2 separate regions of the Cricetulus griseus genome follow, and region 2 is linked to region 1. The links are chromatin contacts, called in public Hi-C maps. All regions are on one chromosome and are shown on one strand. Each heading gives the region's core, a stretch centred on a gene start, on an enhancer-like site or on the middle of the called end of the contact. The rest is flanking DNA. Distances are from core to core; before and after follow the strand shown. Region 1 holds the start of Lrrc8d (volume-regulated anion channel subunit LRRC8D). Region 2 overlaps Lrrc8d (volume-regulated anion channel subunit LRRC8D).

Region 1 (4,192 bases), core at 600-3,099:
CAAACCTCTGCCACCCTAGTGCTGGGATTAAAGGTGTGCACCACCACTGCCTGGCAAGTATCTATGTTTAAAGAGATTAATGTTCTAGGACTGGTTAAGTGGCTCATCAGGTAAAGGTGCTTGACACCACACCTAAACCTGAGTTGATCCCTGGGACCTACATGGTGGAAGGAGAAAAATGGCTCCTACAACTGTGCTATGCTGCGGGTAAGCCCACACACATACACACACAAAATAAATATGATAAAATGCTTAATCGATGAATGTTCTAAAGAATCACTGAAACCAGTGAGTGATTCAATGAAATCATTGAAACTGTCTCCAAATTGCTAATATGAAAAAGAAGCCGGGCACAAACTTACTGGCCTATCTGAGAGTTTTCTTTAAAGCAAAATTATTTACACAAAAAATATGTATTTTGCTGTAACATCTTCAGGATTACAATGACATACCTATTAGAATGATATAGTCAGGCTGGGTGTCAAGTTGCAAGACTTTGATTATAGCATGTGGAAGGCAAAGGCAAGCAAACCTACATGGTGAGACCCTGGGCCTCACTCCCCACTGAGTGTCACAGATTTAAATTCAGTCACCATCTTGCCTCCTGGTTGCTCAATAGGACATATGCACAGAAAAAGACCCTCCTTCCCGCAGAGTCTCACTTCCCTTGAGTCATCTGCTCACAAACTTGTCACAATAACCATCCCATCAAACGCTCTTCTGAACCCTAGTGTCCTGCCTCATCACAGCCACCTCCCGTGGATAAATAGCAGTCAAATAAGACCACACCGTCTCTTCCAATGTGGGAAAAGTCAACCTAAGTCCGCAGAGAGAAGAGCATCTTCGGAACTGAAGGTGCTAAGTCTACAGAATAAACCCACCTGCTCCCCAACATCTTATTCTCCTGTTAACATCTGAGACCAAGCAAGGCATGGTTAGGGAATTATATCCACCTAGTGAGTTTGAGAAAAGTCAATCTCTGTTTCAGTTTGGTGACAATTGGAATTCAATAAAATTAAAGAAAAAAATAAAAAAACCGTCTGGCTCATATTTATAAAGCACCATGTTTTCACCCTGTGAAACCACAGCAGAGGTTAACAAGCCAGACACCAGACTAAACACCTCAGAACTGCTGTCGTCCATTTGTGGTCCCTACTTTTTCTGGTGCGTGTTTGTACTACCAATTCCCTCAATTCCTGATGGCTAGGCTCTACAAGCAACCCACCTCCTCTTCAGTTTCCCAGCCTAGCTTACTCCTAAGCCTCTTTTACTATTTACCCAGAGTTCATCAGCTTCCTCCTTCCTTCTCCACATTCCTCTCACACCAACTTCACCAACACCCAAACTTCCCAGAACGGTATTTAGACAGCCTCAGGCCAGAGAGAGAGGAACAAAGAGCAGCTGCTCGGGGCAGCAGCTGGAGAGGGTAGTGAGGGCAGCTGGGGACTGACTCCAGGAGGCGGCCCAGACAGTCCCAGGCAGCCCCGGGGCCAGCCCAGCCTGGAAAGAACCAATCTAAGGGAGCATCCAGCAGTCACCAAACCGCGCAGCCCAGAACCTTCCTGCCCTGTCCCATACACCTGGGCGGTGGCGACAAAGTAGTGGAGACTCCTGGAGGAGGACATAGTGGCAGGGACAGGAGATCGAGAAAGTCCCTGCAAGCGAGCGATCGAGCGACGACCCCTCGCCTTCCCGCCCCGGCCAGCGCACCTGGACCAGGTGGCCACCCTGCTCCCTCAGGGCGCTCTCGAGGACTCCGGCTACGGGCGAGCGGGCGGGCTCCGGGGGCTGGAACCGCTGCGACGCGAGACTTCACTCCTCCATCCTGGGAGCCGGCAGCACGTTACAGTCAGCAGTGCACTTCCTGTTTCAAATAGAGCGAGAGTGTGTGTGTTGGCTGAGGGGGGCGCGGAGCAGCCGCAGAGCGGGCGGGCGGGCGAGCGAGCGAGGGGCAGCGGGTCGCATAACCGGCCATCCAGCTTGCGATCTCGCCGCCGCCGGGGTCCGCACCTCCCGGCTCGCTTTCCCGGCCCGGCCTCCCCCTGCCGGCCGCGGCTCCCGTCCACCGCTCCAGTCCGAGCTGCAGGACGCACCTCCCCGCCGCGGACTCCATGCTCCCGGCTGCCTCGGGGTGGGCAGCAGGCACGTGGCCTTCGCTTCCCTCCTGCCTCACCTCCCTACCCTGCCTCCGCCTCCAGAGAGAAGAATCACCTCCGGGAAGGGAGACCCGAGCCTAGCCGAGGGAGAGGAGGCTGCGAGTATGCAAATCTGGGAAGTTAGCTGCTACAACCCAGCAGATCCACTCGCAGCTTCAGGATGGGAAATTACTTGTCTCGTGCTGACTCAAGAGAGGAGCGTGTGCACAGCTGCCGTAGTGGATGGAGCTGCCACGAACCGGGAGTGGAGGGTGGGAGGCACCCTGGAAAGATGCTAGGTCTCCCTTCAGATCAAGGGGTTGTCAGCCCTTTTACCAGATAACCTCCCCCCACCTCCACCTCCCGGGGTGTAACCCTAAACTTTTCTTCCTTGTGATTAAGAATCACAGAAAAGCCGGGCGTTGGTGGCGCACTCCTTTAATCCCAGCACTCGGGAAGCAGAGGCAGGCGGATCTTTGTGAGTTCGAGGCCAGCCTGGTCTCCAGAGCGAGTGCCAGGATAGGTTCCAAAGATACACAGAGAAACCCTGTCTCGAAAAGCCAAAAAAAAAAAAAAAAAAAAAGAGAAGAATCACAGAAAAGTTCTTAAATTCTGAGGTCACGTTCATTTTGGTCAAATTCCGACCTATTTCCTTTTCTAGTCTTTGTTTTTTTTCTTTTAATGTAATTATGGTGTCGGGTGGGGGTTAAGGTGGGCGGCGCATTAGTACCACAAATGCACCTGTGGCGGTCAGAGAACAACTTTGATGAGTCAGTTGTCTGCTTCCACCACGTGGATCCTGGGGCGCTAACTCAGGTGGTCAGGCTTGGTGGCAAATGCACTTACAGGCTGGCCCTGGCTTAAAGGAATTTCAGAGTAGTAAACAAAGTTGTATGTGGAGGGGTGGGGGTGTGGGCGGGCAGGGGCGCAGCGGGAGGTGACTCAGCAATAAAGGCACTTGCCACCAAGCCCAAGTGGTAGAAGGAGGAGAGATCCAATTTCCATAATTTGTCCTCTGACCTCCAAATGGTGCCATGGCACACAAGTGCCCACATGCATATAAATAAATGACTGTATTTTTTTATTTTGTAAAAAAGTAAACAGGTGGCTCAAAATCTACCAGAGTCAAGAGCTTGCCAGCCTCAGAAATTGGCCAGAGTTTGCAACCTGCCTGCCCTACCCCTGCAACGTCTCAGGCAACAGGCACTTAGCAGATGGTTGTGGCATCCACCTGCTGGTTTCAGTAAGTCGGTTCTGTTTCCAAACCCAAAACAGCACAGAGACAATAAACTCTGATTATTCTATATAAAAGCTAAACTCTTGACAGTAGAAACTGGTGCAAATTGAAGCCCTACTCAGTGCTCAACAGATTTCATCTTAACTCCCCTCTAGGTCTTAGTATCTACAAACAGATCTGTAAAAACGTTGCTCCTGTCAGGCGTTGGTAGCTTAGGTAGCGCATGCCTTTAATCCCAGCACTAGGGAGGCAGAGGCAGGTGGATCTCTGAGTTCGAGACCAGCCTGGTCTACAAGAGCTAATTCCAGGGCAGCCTCCAAAGCCATAGAGAAACCCTGTCTCGAAAAACCAAAAAAAAAAAAAAAAAAAAAAAAGTTGTTCCCATACTCCCAGAGGAGCAAACAGGTTCAATAAGTTAAGTGGCTGACCTGATGTCTCGACTACAGAGTAGTCCACTAGAGAGCTGGACATAGGTTTTTGCTAAGTATAAAATCTGGGTCATTTCTTCTCCACGCTAGCTTCTAGGGGAAAAGTCAGGCCAGACCATCTGTGATCCAAAGGATGCTCCCTCACTGGGGGGTGTGCTGGGCTTTTCACCCATGTGATTTTGCAAGTACCTTGATGAATCAAGCTGGGGACAGACATGGTGCACTCGCCTGTGATCAGTGCTGGCTCCATGAGCCTTTTCAGGGTTACTTGGTAGCAAGAGTTCAAGAGGTTCTGATGGTCACTCACAGGCCAAGGTACAAAGTCTATCAGATGCAGAACCCATAGCTAATATTTGTCCCGTGAATCCCTTTTTGCTTAATGGGGCAGTTTT
Region 2 (3,645 bases), core at 496-2,995, 44 kb before region 1:
GGACTTTGACCCCAGATCCCTCACTGCCCTCTTTTGTCTACTCACAGTCTCCTTCAACGGTCATCTTCCCATAGAGACCTTTCCCAACTGGTCTCCACCCCATTGCAATGTTTTTGACCTTTTCTATTTCATTCATAGTATATTCTTAGCATCTATGACAGTGCCTAAGTCTGTGTGCAATTCACCTTTAAAAACAAAACAAACGAGTCTCTCTACATAGAGAGACTTACACGTAGACCAGGTGGGCCTCTAGTGCAGAGGTCTTCCTGACTCTGCCTTCCAAGTGCTAGGATTAAAGGTGTAGGCCATCATACCCTGCTGGCCTGTGTGTAAGGAGGAGGAGAGCTGGAGTTCAGTTGGCCTGGCTTAACCGCAGCAGCACTAGGGAAAGAACCCAGTGCTTTTGGCATCAGGAGCACATGACTAATAAGGGGCTGGAGATGACACACCAGGGTGGTCAAGATCCAAACAACAAGTTGTTTTGTTCACTGACAGGTCTGCAACACTTCTTAGATAACAGGCATCACCTACAGGGAGATGCAGGCTAAGAAACCAAAGGTCAAAGCTCCCCTGCAGGAGTGAGAACAAAGACCAGGGAGAATAACCAGAAGGACAAACCATGTTCCAGGAACAGGGTTCTCCGATCCATGTGGACAAGCTAGAATGCCTCTCCAGGGACAGCTGATGCAGAGGGTTTGATGAACAGCAGAATTTCAGTTCAGCATCAGACACATCTCAAGAATAATGTTGGGTACTTTGGCAATTATAATGGATGTCACTATTATTATGACTATTAACAAGTAAATTTTCCACCAGCTGTTTCCTAGCCAAGTATTCCAATTAACACATGAAAATGGAATGGTGAAAATACAAAATTCACCATCAGGCAAGCACTGTTGAGGTAACTGCTGAAGGCAGGCCTCATGGCTGGATGCTAAAAATCAGTCACCAGAAGGAAGATGAAAAACAAGACACCAGCACAGACTCACAGTATTCCACCACATGCTTACTGTGGGGGGGAGGGGGAGGGGGACAGCACCCGGTCCCCAGTGACAAGCTGCATCAACTCTAAAGTTCTCTATGTGCCTTAAAATAAGAGAGGCTGAGAAGAGAATGTCACTTCTGTGGTCTCCTAGCTAAAAATTCATGGCCTCAATCCAATCACGGGAAAATACCAGAACGCCAAACTGAGTATAAAAGGACTTGCTGGCCGGCAGGCTTCACTTCCAGAGAGTACAAGCAACTATTAGGATTGGGGGAGGTTAAGAGCTATGTGTAATCGGCACAGAATGAGGACTGACAGGAAAATTGATGGGATTTGAGGGGAAAGGTCTCCCAACTGGTCAACAGTGTGTCCGAATGCTATTCTCCACTTCCTCCATTGTTGGACACACATGACATTAACCTGAGGAGAAGCTTAGTAAAAAGGTATTTGAGAATTCCATGCATTGTGTGTGAGACTTTCCCTTAAGTCTAAAAGTATTTCAAAGCTAAACATTGAAATAATGGATGCACCTGAGTCAGGACTGGAGATTCTTACAGAAATACAGGTGATGAGGAGGCTGACTCAGACCTCTGAATGGCTTCTGGGATTCCAGGCCAAAGGATGTAAGGAAAAGATGAGTATACAGAGCCTGGGGCTATGGATACCAAATCCTCAGCTCTTCACAGAAGAAAGAGATCTGTCCTGAGTTGAACGCTTGGCTCTAAGGTGGAATTGATCCAGTTCTTGGTGACTCAGCTATAGAGTTGAATGCATTTGACAATACAAGTCCTTGCGACACTGAGGCCCCAGGCCTGGTGCCTTCCCAGGGTGTGGCCAACCTCCTCCTACGATGATGCCCTTGGAGCATTTGGGGTGAAGGAAGGAAAAAAAGGGTTCAAGGAGACTGAGATAAGGTCTCACTATGTAGAAAAGGCTGGCCTCAAATGAATCATCTGCCTGCCTCAGTTTCCCTTGTGTGTGACAAAGCTGGCCTTAAATGCATCATCCCCTCCTCAGTTTCCCTTGTGCGTGAGCCACAGAACCCAGTCTCTGAAGCCTCTTGATTAAGCATTTAAGAAAATATAATACAGTTTTAGGTTTATAGAAAAGCTGTGAGTATCATCAAGTCTTAAATCATTGTGGTATATTCATCAAAATGCATCCAAGACAACAGCAATGACACACTAACATCCACACTCTGCAGATTTCCTAGGGGCACTTTCTGTCCAGGATCCCATGCAGGGTACACTGCATTCCAAGTGCTTTCTTCCGAGGTTCCTATCTGTTCCCACAGTTTCTCAGTTTTTCTTGTCTGATGACCTCCACAGTTCTGAGGAGCACTGGCCAGGTATTTTGTTGGATGACCTTCCATTGGTATCTGTCTGATGTTTTCTTCCTGACTTGTCTAGAATTACAGGTCTGAGGGAGTAGTGAAAGGTTATCCCACTTTTTGCTATGAATAAATGGCTAGTTTTGTTTTACAATAAGAGTTATGCCGTGTATGCTCATTTGTATTTGACCTGGTCAATCTCAAATGTATTTCCCTTTTATTAAGCAGGTTGCACACGTGTCATTTTATGGGTTGTGAATGCACCATGTTTCAAAATAAAAGCCAAAAAGGACTAAGGACAGAGCTGTTGATAGAATGTGCTTGCTCATTCGAGGCCCTTGATTGGGTCCCTGCTCTTCAGGAGTACACCAGGCAAGGTAGCACACATCTACCAAGTACACCAGGCATGGCGGCACACGTCTGCAATCCCGAAACTCGGTAGACCCAGACAGGAGGATTAGAAGTTCGGGGTTACCCTTGGTTACATATTAGGTTCACAAGACACACAACAAAACAAGGGCATGTAGGCTGGCTCCATGGGTAAGGGGGCTTGCTGTCAATCCTGCTAACCTGAGTTTGATCTCCCGAAGCCACATGATGGAGTTATCCTCTGATCTCACACTCTATGTCCTGGCATACAGGATGTGTACCCACCCCCATGTATTCATTTTGGGACTAGATGGAAAGGCTTAAAAACAAAACATGTTTACTCACTTATTACTAAATGCTTACATTTTGGTTTTTTGTTGTTGTGTTGTTTTGTTTTTGTCTGTTTGATGAAGGCTGAAGAAAGCCAGCAGGCATCCTCTTCATCGATACCATAATGGCTTAAGGAGCACTTAGTGTATAAGGAAAATTTTCCTGGATGCGCTAGCCTACTAGAGCCACCAAGTCCTCCTTCTGGGCTTCTGAGACTTGAAGGACAAAGAAAGCCAAGAGTGACCTGAGACCGGGAGATAATGGAGAGAAGGACCACCAGGACCTCTGGGAGAGGGACACTTCCTGCCTTAAGATAGTCAGACCAGCTGGTGCAGGAGTCCAGCAAGTGCTGTGGATGCCACGTGTCAGCCCCAGGTGTGACAGGACAGGGTTGTGTTGTTAGTCCCCCTTTCCCTCTCACCTTGATGTGTCTTTAAGGAGGGGAAATCTACATCACCCAGGCAAAGCAATCTCAACAAACCAGATTTCACTGTGAAGACCAAGTAAAACAGAATTCCTCTAAATGTCCAAGAAATACCTGGTTACACTTCAAGAACACCCATGTAACCAGGCAGTGGTGGCACACAGCTTTAGTCCCAGCACCCAGGAGGCAGAGGCAAGCAGATCTCTG

The links. Hi-C and Micro-C count contacts between places; a contact is called where the count stands out from the background.
Region 2: a contact with region 1 is called in a Hi-C map of the CHO-K1 cell line, with 2.0 times the contacts expected there. The contact joins the enhancer-like site here to the promoter of Lrrc8d in region 1. A contact is called at or near these places in 2 of 8 Hi-C or Micro-C datasets (both in the CHO-K1 cell line).

What each region holds. Positions count from the first base shown.
Region 1 is chr7:569,594-573,785 of CriGri-PICRH-1.0, reverse strand. Lrrc8d (volume-regulated anion channel subunit LRRC8D) reads right to left here and starts at 1,849. Exons shown (of 3, transcript XM_035447858.1): 1 at 1,711-1,849.
Region 2 is chr7:614,476-618,120 of CriGri-PICRH-1.0, reverse strand. The region is part of intron 2 of Lrrc8d (volume-regulated anion channel subunit LRRC8D); the gene reads right to left. Among named protein-coding and RNA genes, the nearest start is that of Lrrc8d, 44 kb to the right of the region's middle. Within about 2 kb of position 1,745, at least 2 of the 6 cell types and tissues checked have open chromatin away from gene starts, as enhancers often do. A contact at or near this core is called in the CHO-K1 cell line, where this site is marked.